Regions from separate parts of the Urocitellus parryii genome. Here region 2 is linked to region 1. A link is a contact called in public Hi-C data. All regions are on one chromosome and are shown on one strand. Each heading gives the region's core, a stretch centred on a gene start, on an enhancer-like site or on the middle of the called end of the contact. The rest is flanking DNA. Distances are from core to core; before and after follow the strand shown.

What was found. Hi-C and Micro-C count contacts between places; a contact is called where the count stands out from the background.
Region 2: a Hi-C map of liver shows a contact between it and region 1, with 10 times the contacts expected there. The contact joins the promoter of Rrs1 here to the promoter of Mtfr1 in region 1. A contact is called at or near these places in 2 of 2 Hi-C or Micro-C datasets (liver and muscle).

Annotation. Positions count from the first base shown.
Region 1 is chr7:67,687,952-67,694,213 of mUroPar1.hap1, forward strand. Mtfr1 (mitochondrial fission regulator 1) reads left to right here and starts at 2,122. Exons shown (of 8, transcript XM_026410036.2): 1 at 2,122-2,170.
Region 2 is chr7:68,343,991-68,350,589 of mUroPar1.hap1, forward strand. It overlaps Rrs1 (regulator of ribosome synthesis 1), which reads left to right and starts at 2,334. Exons shown (of 1, transcript XM_026410014.2): 1 at 2,334-4,587. The coding sequence starts at 2,923. The coding sequence ends at 4,020. It overlaps Adhfe1 (alcohol dehydrogenase iron containing 1), which reads left to right and starts at 5,609. Exons shown (of 14, transcript XM_026410032.2): 1 at 5,609-5,691. The coding sequence starts at 5,633.

The DNA.
Region 1 (6,262 bases), core at 872-3,371:
TGACTAAATGCAATGTGACATCTCGGATACGATCCTGAAAGAGAAAAAGGACATTAGTAGAATCTAAATAAAGTGTGCAGTCTAGTCCATAATAATGTACCAATGCTGGTTGTTTCATTTTATAAATGTATTCCAGTAATATAAGATGCTAACATTAAAGGAAAATAGATGAGGGATACAAAGGAATTTCATCCACTCTTTTTGCGATTTTTCTGCGAATCTAAAATAAGTTTACTAAAAACAAAAGGCAAAGTATCCTGTTTGTAACTTTAAGTGTGATGACTGTAAGATTTCCCCAAACATTAGCTTCAAGCTCAACACATTTCAAACCCTCTTTTTTCCTTCACTAGCCACATACTTCCAGTGTCAAACAACTATGACAGTCCATTTGTATCCCAGCATTAAGTGAGATGGTATACAGCTAGACTAGGAGAATTCCTAAAAGTCATTCCATTATTGGGAGAGACAGCAATAACTTATGGCGAAGTGGCCCAGATTCCAAAAATGTTCAGGGCCACTCCAAGGGCACTTAAGACAAAGGGAAGTGTGAAAGAAGGGAAGCTGGAAAGGAAAAACAGGTGTTAACTGGACTTTATTTGGACACATTCTTTTTAAAGTACAAGACAAGCTGGTCATGGTGGTACATGTAGCCTATAATCCCAGAGACTCAGGAGGCTGAGGTAGAAGAATCACAAATTTGAGGCCAGCCTCAGCAATTTAGCAAGGCCCTAAGCAGCTCTGTGAGACTCTGTCTCAAACAACAACAACAAAAAAAGGACTGAGGATGTGGCTCAGTGGTTAAGCACCTCTGGGTTCAGTCCCCAGTACCAAAAAAAAAAAGTAAAGACAACATATGACCATGTGAACTCCGTACCAAGGTCCCCCTTTGGGCCATGGAAAGAGCAAATGAAAGTCAGGGCCCTGAAGTACATGCATTAACTTAGCAGTAAATCCACCTTAGAAGTATCTCAGAAGAAACAAGTGTCCTTTGCCAGAAACCCAACTGTCTATTGCACCCCCCATTCATTCAGCTCAGTTCTTGCTTTTTCAGTAAACCTCAAATCAAGCACCCACTACTTCCTAAATGTTCCTTAAGCCACCAGTAAGCTCAGACTAGTCTCCTAGGACCCTTTGTACTTCCATCATAACATGTGATCACATTTCTTAAATTTGTGTTTTTAATCTCCAAATTACCCTGTAGCCTCACTCTAGGCGTGGTTCAAGGATTTTTGTTTTTAAAATATATTTGTATTGTCATAATAGGCTCCCAATAAGTCCTTGTTGAGTAAATGTTTTAAAGTTCTTGCTGAAGGAGGGAATTCCTTGGGTAGGAAGACTTGAATCACTTAGGGCAAGAACTTCTGAGCTCAAGCACCTACCCAGTAACCTCCTGGAACAACTGCAATGGGAGGGTAAGAGAGACAGCCAATGAGCAACAGTCTCTTGAAAAGCCAAAAAGAAATACAGATAGTCGTCTTCTACATGTTAATGTTTTATCACTCCTAAACACATTTCCTTGCTGAATTTGGCTAATTATACATGCAAGGATCATATTATCAGGGCAAGATTAGGTATTTAAGAAGCATGTACCACAATGATCCAGACTACAAAGACACTGGACCTGAAGGCAGTACTGTAAAAATCTTCATCCACTTTGAGCAAACCCCCTCTCCTACTCCTCCCAAACAGAAAGGCACCCCGGACGTGAGGTTCGCAGTATAAAGATCTGCTGGGTGAAACCAAGTCCCCACAGCATGGGACGAAAAGTGCAACACAGGTTAGGATTAAGACTCACAGCATAATACACACTTGCGGTTACCTTCAGAATGTGGGTCTTCCTACACACCTAGAGCATGACGTTTACAAACAAAAGTATTTCCCAGGGCGGAGCAGTGAAGACACAAAGCCAAGGCCTGGCGAAAGCACACGCCCATCACGGACTCCTGCGCGTGCGCACACCGACGGGGAAAGGTGGCTGCCGGCGCTGGAGGTGGTAGCCACACCTTCCGCCCGCGGCTCCCTGAGCCCGCCTCCGAGCCGGAACAAACAGTTAATTGGTCAGCCTGATCCCGGCTCGGGGCGGGGATTGGCTGATTGACAGCAACGTCCCGGGACAGCCAATCTGAAAGCCGGAGTAGCAGGAGAAGGTGCTGGCTGCCGCGCGGCCGAGGTAAGTGAGTCTGGGGACTCTGAAGAACGGTTGGCAGGGGGGGAAATGAAGCGGCCCAGGGATTGACGGCGGTGGGACGCCGCGGTAACAGGGCAGGAGCTGAAGTAACCCGGGTCTGGGAGGCCGGCGGGCTTCCATAGGCCGGCCGGGCGTCTGCTCCAGGATCGAAGGGAGGCAGTGATGTGCTAGACAGCGGGCGGTTCCGAGAGCCTTGGTGGGCCGGGTGCTTCGGTGGGGCTGAGAGAAGTTGCCTCGCCCACCGGACTGGGACGCGCTCACCCACCCACCTATCCCACGTCTCCTGCCCCTCCCCCGTCTCCTGACGGTCTTGGGAACCCCAGTTTCCGTGCTGGCCGCCAGGCGGCGTTTCCCCTCGGTGTTGTGCCCTCTCCCGGGCCTCGTGGAGCCAGCCTCGCGGACTCCAGGGGAGGAGCATACCCGGGGTTCTGCCTGGGAGGTTTAACCGGCTACACCTGGATTGCATTGCGCCGTCACTGTTTGCCTCCCAGGACTTCCCAATATGTATTTCCCTGACCATGCCCAGGATTTGCATGAAGCCCTAGATAAGTAGGCCTTTGAGCGTTTTAAGAAATTATGAAAATCTTCAGACTATAAAGTTAAGCAAATAATATGAAGAACTCAATGTATGCCTCACCCATTTTCAGTAATTATTAATTTATGGCCACTCTTGTTCCCTCTCCGGGTTGTTTTGAAGTATGTATATGCCATATATCATTTCATCTCTTTTATGTATTCACTTTTTTTCATGATCAATAGTTAAACTTTACCTCTAACCATTTGCTTTTTAGAGAAGTTGAGTAAAATAAGGCACACATTAAAAAGTATGAACACCGCTAATTTAGTTGTACTACAAGAATGTACTACAGGTTTCACAACCCTGTGTTCAGATTCTCAAAATCACCAGAAACAAAGGTACCAAATAATGTAGGCATTAATGTTACGCTTTGAGCAGTAATAATTATATTGCTAATTTCTGTTTATGGAACTCTTACTATGTATAAAGCCCTGTGCAGTTGTTTCCACCAATTCGTATAATTTTTACAACAGTCTTATGAAGTAGGAGTTATCCTCATTTTACAGTTGAGGAGAAAAAGTTAATTTGCCTAAAAATTATGCTACTGAAAGGGGAGGGCTGGAATTCAGGAGGGCTACTCTTGGGCTTTCTCCTTGCAAAAATTTTGCTCTTTAACCTTAACCCAATATCCTAAGAGTTGAATAGGAAACTGATGTGTAAAATTATTTCTTCTGAGCTACAAATCTGTAATGGGGGATGGGACAATAACCTGGAAGTGTGAGTACAAAACAATATTGAGAGGTATTTTTGTTTTTTTTTAAACAGTAAATGATTAATACAATTAACTTTGAGGTTATTAATAAAGTTCATAAACATAGTTTAACAAATACAAGTATTAAAATATTTTTATTCTTGCCATTAAAGGGGAAAGAAATAGGGGAAATGTACATGATGCATAATCTCTACCATTTCTTTAGCACATGGCAAATACTGGATATTCATAGTGGTTATTTCATCTGTATCCCTCATCTTCCCAATATTACATTAGTTGAACATGGCTATTATGGAAGTAAATAGTTTAAGAGGAATAAAGAACTACAAGAGACAGGTGGCTTATTCAGAGCACAGTAGAATAATCCTGTTAAATTGAAGTTTAGGCTGGGTGCATTGGTACTTGCTTATAATCCCACCAATTTGGGAGGCTGAAACAGGAAGAGTGCCAAGTTTGAGGCCCACTTCACCAACTTAGGGAGACCCTGTCTCAAAATAAAAAAACATAGGTCAGGGGAAATAGTATGATCAGTGGTAAAGAACTGCTGGGGTTCAGTTCCCAGTCCAAAAATAAATGAAGTAATTAATTAATTGAAGTTTAGGATTCCTACCATAAGAGAGTGATTCAGAATTCTCAGAGTAAGGTCAGATTGCTTGTGAAGGAACTTGAGTCCATGTCTAAGGAGTTTAACTTAATGAACATGGAAGTGTTCAAGGTTATTTCATTGGAAGCTATTGAGCTGGCACTGTCAAACATAACTTTACCTGAGATGTGAAAGAATTATTGGGCTGACATGATTGATGAACATAAAAGAAATAGATGTGGGTAACTGGTGAATTAATGGACATAAGGAAAGGAATGAAGAAAGCAAATAGCCTGAAAAAGCCGGGCAAGGGGAGACAGCATAGTACAGTAGATACTGAAGTACTGATAAACTTCAGTTTCTACAGTTTGTTTTCTTGGGCAGTCTTGCTGTATCACTGCTGTTCAACATGTTGATTTCTATTCAGCACTCAGATATTTGATTTTTTATTTTGTTCTATTGATAGAAATCACAAAATTAAGAAAAGTAATTAAAAAAATGACACTGTAATCCCATCTTCAAAAGATATCCATTGATGATGCTTTACTGTATATTCTAGACATGGGGTTGACTGCCCATAGCTTGAGGCCTAAAGTGGCCTGAGACCCATTTTGTATGAACTAGAGCCATGAGCATTTTTTTTTTCATTTGTAAGTGATTGAAAAAAAATTCCTTTAAAGACTATTTTGTGACAAATAGTAATTGTGTGAAATTCAAATTTTAGTGTTTTATCAGAATTGGTTACTCATGTTTATTTACATATTATCTATGACTGCTTTCCCATTATAAGGATAATGGAGCAAGTTTGACAGACCATATCACCCACAAACCTAAAAGATTTATTTACTGATCTGTCACATAAAAAGATTTGTCAGCCTCTCTTCTTGACTGTGTGTGTGTGTGAGAGAGAGAGAGAGTTGGTTGCTGGAGATTGAACCTGGGGCTTCACACATGCTAGGCAAATGCTCAATCACTGAGCTATATTGCTATCCCTTGACCTAAATGAATATGTCTAAACACAGTTATTTAGAAAAATGAGATTATATTCAGTGTTTTATGATACAGCTTATATATGGAGCATCTTTCATTTTCAGAACTAAAATTATCATTTATTTATTTTGCAGTACTGGGGATTGAACCCATGACCTCATGTATGCTAGGCAAATTCTCTTATCACTGAACTATATTCCCAGCCCTATTTGTTTATATTTTATTTATTATTAGTATTTATTTTTTGTGGTGTGGGGCTGGAACCTTGGCCTTGTGCATGCTAGGCCAGCATTCTGCCACTGCCGCAGTCTGGCTGGGCACAAAATAACCAAGCTGCCACACAGCCTTGTAGGTTCAAACAGCAACCTTTATTCCTGAACTCTCACCGGTGCAGGATCCGCCCTAATCCCAGCAGGATCCGCCCTAATCCCAGAGCAGGGTCACCATTCAACCATTCCCTCTGGCAAAAATGCCAGGCGTCATTCTGACTAAACTGTGGCTTTCAACATGCCACCATGCTATGCCTCAGCCCCTACATTATCTTTTTAATGTCTTTTAGGTATGGATGAGTTACTGTTGTGTATTTAACCAACCTTTTGTTAGATATTTTCTTTTAAAAAACTATTCATATTCTCAAGAGAATAACTTTCAGTTCAGATTCAGAGTCAGATTATTTCTTTAGGATGACTTTGTAGACATGAAATTGCTGAGTATAAACGTGAAAGCACTGTTTTGTGTACGTACTGCTAGGGCATCCACCAGAAAGGTTATACTTTGCTCATGTTATTACCAATACTGAGGTATCCCCATTTTCATCTTTGCTAGGTATCAAACCCAGGGTCTGTCTCACGCAAAGCACAGTCACATAACCAGCCTCATCTTTGCCAATTTCACAAGGAAAAAGTTATAACAGTTTAACATTTATTTGATTATTAGTGATATCATTGAAGATTTTTTTACATTTTATTTTCCATTTGTGTTTCTACACATTTCCAGTTGTATTCTATGCCTACTGATGTCCTATGCCTTTTTTCCCATTGGGCTTCTAATATTTCACTTATTGATTTGCAAGCACGTGTTCATCAGTGATATTCATCATTTGTTATATTAAGTTGCACATATATGGCTCTGCCTCTGAAAAGCAGCACAATGGATAGTAAAATTGCTATATGAAGAGCTGTTTTAGGGACCAGTACATGCCACCTCTAGATC
Region 2 (6,599 bases), core at 1,084-3,583, 660 kb after region 1:
CAAAGCAAAGCCCAAAGTAGCAATATCTTTACTGTCTCCTAGGCAAATTCCCAAAGTTTTAAGGTTGAAATTAGTTAACGTAATAACTGCTACGGTTCTCCAACATAATCCCCTCTTAAAAGGAAAATGAACCTTGCAAACCACACAATCTGTAGTGTCTCCAAAACTTGAAATTACATACTAATCACCTAGATTGATGAAGGTTCTGATAAATTACAGTTAGGAGGAGGCTTGAGATTCCACATTCAAACAAGCGCCCAGGTAATGCTATTTTTCCAGTCACAGGACCGCACTTTTTTTGTTTTGTTTTGTTAGTATTAAAAGCTTGGATGGCATTGCAGAAGATATGTATGTAGTCTTAAAGCCAGAGTGAAGATCCTGCTCCCACATGTCCTAGTTGTATTACATAAGTCGACTCACTCTGTAAGCCTTCCTTTTTCATCAGTGGAAATAACAAAGAGTTAGTAACAATATATAGTTAATGTTTATTGAGTTCTCACCATGTACCAAGAACTAACATTTCATTCTTATGAATAGGGCTTAGGTTAAACAAACTGTCCAAGGAAAACTAGTAAATGGTAAACTGAGATGGATTAACCCAAGAAACCTAATTTTTAAACACTATATAACACTGCATTGTTCACTGGCCATGATGAAGATTAAATAATAATTAATATTTAGCTAACTTTTATTGAGTATTTATATTCCAGACCCTAGTCTAAGCCTCCCTTGGGGTGTATTTACCTATTTATCTTCATAATAGCCCTAGGATGTGATTACCATTAGTAGCCTCATCCTTTTTTGTTGTTGTTTTAATTAGTTATATATGACAGTAGAATACATTTGACACATCATACATAAATGAAGTATAACTTCTCATTCTTCTGGTTGTACATGATGTAGAATTACACCAGCCATGTAATCATATATGCACAAAGGGTAATAATGTCCAGATCATTCTACTATCCTCCCTACCTCTGTACCCATCTCCTCCCTCTGTCTAAGCCAAAGTATCTCTATTCTTTCCTAGCTCTCCTCCCTTATTGTGAATTAGCATCTCCATATCAGAGAAAACATTCAGCCTTTGGATCTTTGGGATTGGCTTATTTCCCTTAACATGATGTTCTCCAGCTCCATCCATTTACCTGCAAATGCCATAATTTTGTTCTTCTTTAAGGCTGAGTAATATTCTATTGTGTACCTAGGTTGAGTCCATAGTTTAGCTATTATGAGGTAAGCTGCTATAAAAATTTATGTGGCTAATATTCCTATATTAAAGGTTTTTTTTAAAGGCCTAACCAAGTTAAATAGCCTAGCCCAAGGTCAAACATTCTCACAGCCAGGAACTGGAACCAAGCAGTGTAACTGCAGAGCTGGGTGCTCTTTTGCCAGGAAAGCAACAGACCCTCCCGGAGCTCTGAGTCAACTCTGGGGTCTTGTGAGGATGGCCTTAGGCCTGAGCCTAACCAACTCCATTTTAAAACTCCAGTTTGAAACCTGCAGTCTCACCAGGCACACCCACAGAGCCCTCCAGTATGGCCTCAAACAAGTTATTTTCCTTCACCCTGATAAACAGAGTGAAGCCCCTGGCAGGCTGTCCTCACCTGAGCGGGAAAGGCAATAAGATCAGGGTGGAGACCACCAGACCAGATGTTTCTGACCCCGCAGTAAATGATGTCACTGAGAAATCCAGTGGTAGCTGATAAGGATTAAAAGGGGGGGTCAAAAGCTCCAAATTTTAGTATAAATAATAGAGCCAATGAACAGGGATTCAGCCAGCTGAAACAAGGATGCACTGGAGCTGGAGAGCCTGATGAGGACCTGACATCCCATCACTTGTCATCGTTTCCTGAGCCTCTGCATGATCCTCACCACTCTCAAACTCTACCATCTCATCTGGACCTTGGTGAGAACCGCAACTTCTCCCTAAGACCCTCTCCTCAATCAGTAGTCCACTCCTCACCAGGAAAAGCCTGCCTTGGTTCCAGACCTGATCACCGTGGTCTGAGTGAGTGTGCATCTGCTGGACTTAAAGCCTAAGGCTTAAGAATTAAACTTAGCATGCAGAGGGAGTGTCTGTCATTAGCCTGTCATGATTAAGTGTGTTTTGCAGCGCTGAGAATTAATTAATCTAGACTTGTTTGCTGTGGATTATGTCTATTGCAGTGCCTAGCATTAAGGATTGTGTTTTCTTGATTAAGAACCTATAGAGTGAAATTGTATTGAGTAATTTGAGTGAATAAAGCATTGAAAGGGGCAGAAGCAGGTGGACATTCTTTATTTCTCCCCTCCACTGCATACAATTGCAATTTTGCCCCCTCGTCTACCGCTGGGGTCCTGGGGTCCGTGCACACCTGCACCACCAGTTCAGGGCGGTGTAACTGCCAGCCCCACTCCCTGGCAAAACAACCTTTATGTATATCTGTGGGATGTGTCTCTGCTCACATCCAGGACCCCCAAAGTGGGTTATAACTATGGTGCAATGATTTGTCCCGCCCAAGAAGGGGTGATTAACTACACATCTTTGATTGAAATGGTAGATTTACACGGAAACTTTAACACCCAGCGGACCAGTAACACACCTGACGCAGCCCCAGAAATTTGACCGGCCCGCGTCCGTCCCCGGGGACCGCCTCCTGCCTCTGCATCCTGGGAGCCGCAGCCCCAACCAGTTCCGGGAACTTGTAGTCCAGGATCGAGCCTGTAGTCACTCTTCTAATCCTATCAGCTCTCCAACACCGCCCTCTGCCGGCCTTTCCTTGGGTCGCCGGGATCACAAGCCCCTAACCCGGAAGCGAACCTTCGTCTTCCGGGTTGAGCGACCGGGCTTCCGCACGTGGTTGAGTTGCCGGGACCCTGGGCCCTGCTCTTGAGAGGTGACTTCAACAATTAACCTCAAAGCTAGGAGACCGATCCGGAGCCATGGAGGGCCAGAGCGTGGAGGCACTGCTGGCAAAGGCGGAGCAGGAAGAGGCAGAGAAGTTGCAACGCATCACAGTGCACAAGGAGCTGGAGCTGGAATTTGACCTGGGTAACCTGCTGGCTTCCGACCGCAACCCCCCGACTGTGCTGCGGCAGGCGGGACCCACGCCGGAGGCCGAGCTGCGGGCCTTGGCACGGGACAATACGCAGCTGCTCATCAACCAGCTGTGGCAGCTGCCCACGGAGCGCGTGGAAGAGGCGCTGGTGGCCCGGCTGCCGGAGCCCACCACGCGCCTGCCGCGTGAGAAGCCAATCCCACGGCCGCGGCCGCTTACACGCTGGCAGCAGTTCGCGCGCCTTAAGGGCATCCGTCCCAAGAAGAAAACCAATCTAGTGTGGGACGAGGTGAGCGGCCAGTGGCGGCGGCGCTGGGGCTACAAGCGCGCCCGGGATGACACCAAGGAATGGCTGATCGAGGTTCCCGGTAGCGCCGACCCCCTAGAAGACCAGTTCGCCAAACGGATTCAGGCCAAGAAGGAACGCGTAGCCAAGAACGAGCTGAACAGGCTGCGTAATCTGGCCCGAGCGCACAAGATGCAGCTGCCCAGCGCGGCCGGTTTGCACCCTACCGGACACCAGAGTAAGGAGGAGCTGGGCCGCGCTATGCAAGTGGCCAAGATCTCCACCGCCTCAGTGGGGCGCTTCCAGGAGCGCCTCCCCAAGGAGAAGGCTCCTCAGGGTTCAGGCAAGAAGAGGAAGTTTCAGCCCCTTTTTGGGGACTTCGCAGCCGAGAAAAAGAACCAGTTGGAGCTACTTCGAGTCATGAACAGCAAAAAGCCTCAGCTGGATGTGACGAGAGCCACCAACAAGCAGATGAGAGAAGAGGACCAGGAGGAGGCCGCCAAGAGGAGAAAAATGAGCCAGAAGGGCAAGAGAAAAGGGAACCGGCAGGGTCCAGGAGGCAAGAGGAAAGGCGGCCCGCCCAGCCAGAAGGGGAAGAGAAAAGGAAATTTGGGAGGCAAGATGCATTCCGGGCCACCTGGCTTGGGTGGCAAGAGAAAAGGCGGACAGCACCAAGGAGGAAAGAGGAGGAAGTAACACTTCATTCACCCTTGGACCTGTTCTGTAAAGAACGAACTGTATGCTAAATGTTAAGTTTTTGGTACTGTCGCAGGGCGGGACCACTGTCTTCATTGAGTTTGAGGTTGAAAGGACAAAATTGTCCTCTCCTCAAGAAAGTATGTAAGTGTTGTTCGACTGTACAGATCAAAGTCTTTCCTACAAACGAGACCTTAGCTAGTGATGAAGGGTATATTTGAGGACACAAGGGTTAGAAAAATAATTTGGGCATTTTACTTTGGGGTTAAGGGGTGAAGGAGAGTTGGTGACATTTCAGAGACTTATGGTAGATTAATTTATATATTTTAGCATTTGTTATTTTTGTAACAAGGTTTTGTTATGCTCATCAGATCTGGGAGGGGAGAGGAAAGATGACATTTTCCTAAGTTGATTTAAAGAAACTGTTGTGGGGCTGGGGCTGTAGCTCAGTGGTAGAGCACTCACCTAGCATACATGAGGCACTGGGTTCAATCCTCAGCACCTAAATAAATAAACTGTTGTGAGGTTATTTAATAAATGTGTCTGTATCTAGCATTGCTTTTTACTTTTTGATTATTGGTGGAAGTTGTACTTGAAAACAGTGATCTGGATGTCCAGTACAGATTATTGTTTACTTTCTATTTAAATACAAAAGCAGTTATATTATACTAGTTTCAGCAAGCTACTTTTATCAGAAAAACTCAAAACTTATTTTGGTATAACATATAGTATTAAAAGTACAATAACTGATGGATGTCTCTTTGTAAGGAATGCTTGACATTTGTCAACCAGAACATATTGACATCTATAAATGATAAACTTGGGGTACTCTGCAAATAATGGTGATTAACCTTGTTAATCCAGAAAATACCTGCCTTCCTCAACACTGATAACCCCATTTTTTTTTTTTTAAGCTTGAAGTCAAGTAGAGTCTGGGAAAGAGAAAGTGACCCACAAAATCCATATTTGGAACATTACTATCTTTTGATTCACTTGTGAAATTGGCCTGTGCTGGTTTGATCTTAGTAAAATCTCTGAAAATGACAGTAGATCCAGCATGAGGGGCATTTTTGCTGCTAGAGCTAAAAGCTACACTGCTCTTTTTAGTTTTAACTTTAAAATTATGGGATTTTGTTGCTTATTTGGGAATTTGTTTTTAAAGCTTTCTTGATTTAGCAGTAGGGTGTGGCACTGGCCCCTGTAATTTAAGGGGGGGAAAAGACCCCTCGGGCTTATTTGCAAGGTTCAAACTTGAAGTCCAGATAATTTTAAAGAATTCAGAGTGGAAAAAGACCCAGTCCTCTCCCTTTCTCCAAGTCTCCAACATGTGAGAAAGCCTTTGGAGAGGAGAGGTTTAAAGTGGGACTCCAGCCCCTGGCGAGAAGTTGTGGTGGACAGTTTCAAAGGTGAATGGTGAGACCTAGGGCTGGAGCTTTCACAGCCAGATTCTGACAACCCGCAGGAAAATGGTCCCAGGCCACTGCAGACTGAATCTTGGCCAGGTGACCTGGCACGGCCGGTGGGCCGAGTGGGCGGGAGGAGGGCCACGACTCGATTGGCAGGCAGCTGGGGCGGAGCGGCGCCGGGGAACCAAGAAGACATTCTAGCAGCCATGGCCGCCGCCGCCCGGGCCCGGGTCGCGCACTTGCTGAGGCAACTGCAGCGCGCAGCGTGAGTGCAGGCCGCCGAGCGGGTGGGCAGGGGCCGGAGGATACCGCAGCGCCCATGCAGTTCCCGGCATAAGATCTGCCTGGGCTCTCGCAGTGTTTTTCCAGTTGCTTTCAAGAATGTAGGGAAGCAGGTACCGCGGTGCTCCGGGGCACAACTGCATTGCCACAGAATAGCACATGCAATCTTGCACCATGCAATGTGGCAGGCTTTACTCACTTTATCTACCATTAAGAAAACTGAGGCTCAGGGAAGATAAGGCCTCGTCCCACATTGTGGCAGGCAGTGCATAGTGGCAGGGGTCACAGTGACCACGGTAAATTCATATACCCAATTGATAACTTATTAATTGGGTGTATGTTACATCTATGTATATTTAGGTTCTAGGAATAGACAATGGGGCAGTTTAAAGTCTAGTGGGGCCCATAAGGGTACAGATAATGGGAGAGGGGACAGACTGAGAACTGGCCTACCACAGATCGCACAGAAAGGGTGTACAAGGGAAGAAACCACATGGAGTTACACTTCCTAGCATATACAGGGAGTCTGGGTGATAAATGTTATGACAAGTCTGACTCCCAGTCCAGAAATGCCAGGTATATAGTAGTTGCTTGACAAATAGTGTTGAACATACAGGTGCACCTCTGGGCCTGGGAGAACATGGGAAGTTTGAACTAACAAGTAGAGATAAATGGAGGGGAAAGGAGACGGACTAGAGGGGAATTTCAGGCAGATGGAAGGGCAACACCAGAGACCAAGAGATGCAGTTCCAGGATCCAGAAGTAAAGTCTGGTCATACCCTTGTAGGAAGAAGTGAGAATGAAGAAAACAGATGGTGAAATACCACACACAAAAAAAAATAGCTGACACTGGGCCCTTACCATTGGGGCAAGGCACTGTCCACAAACTTT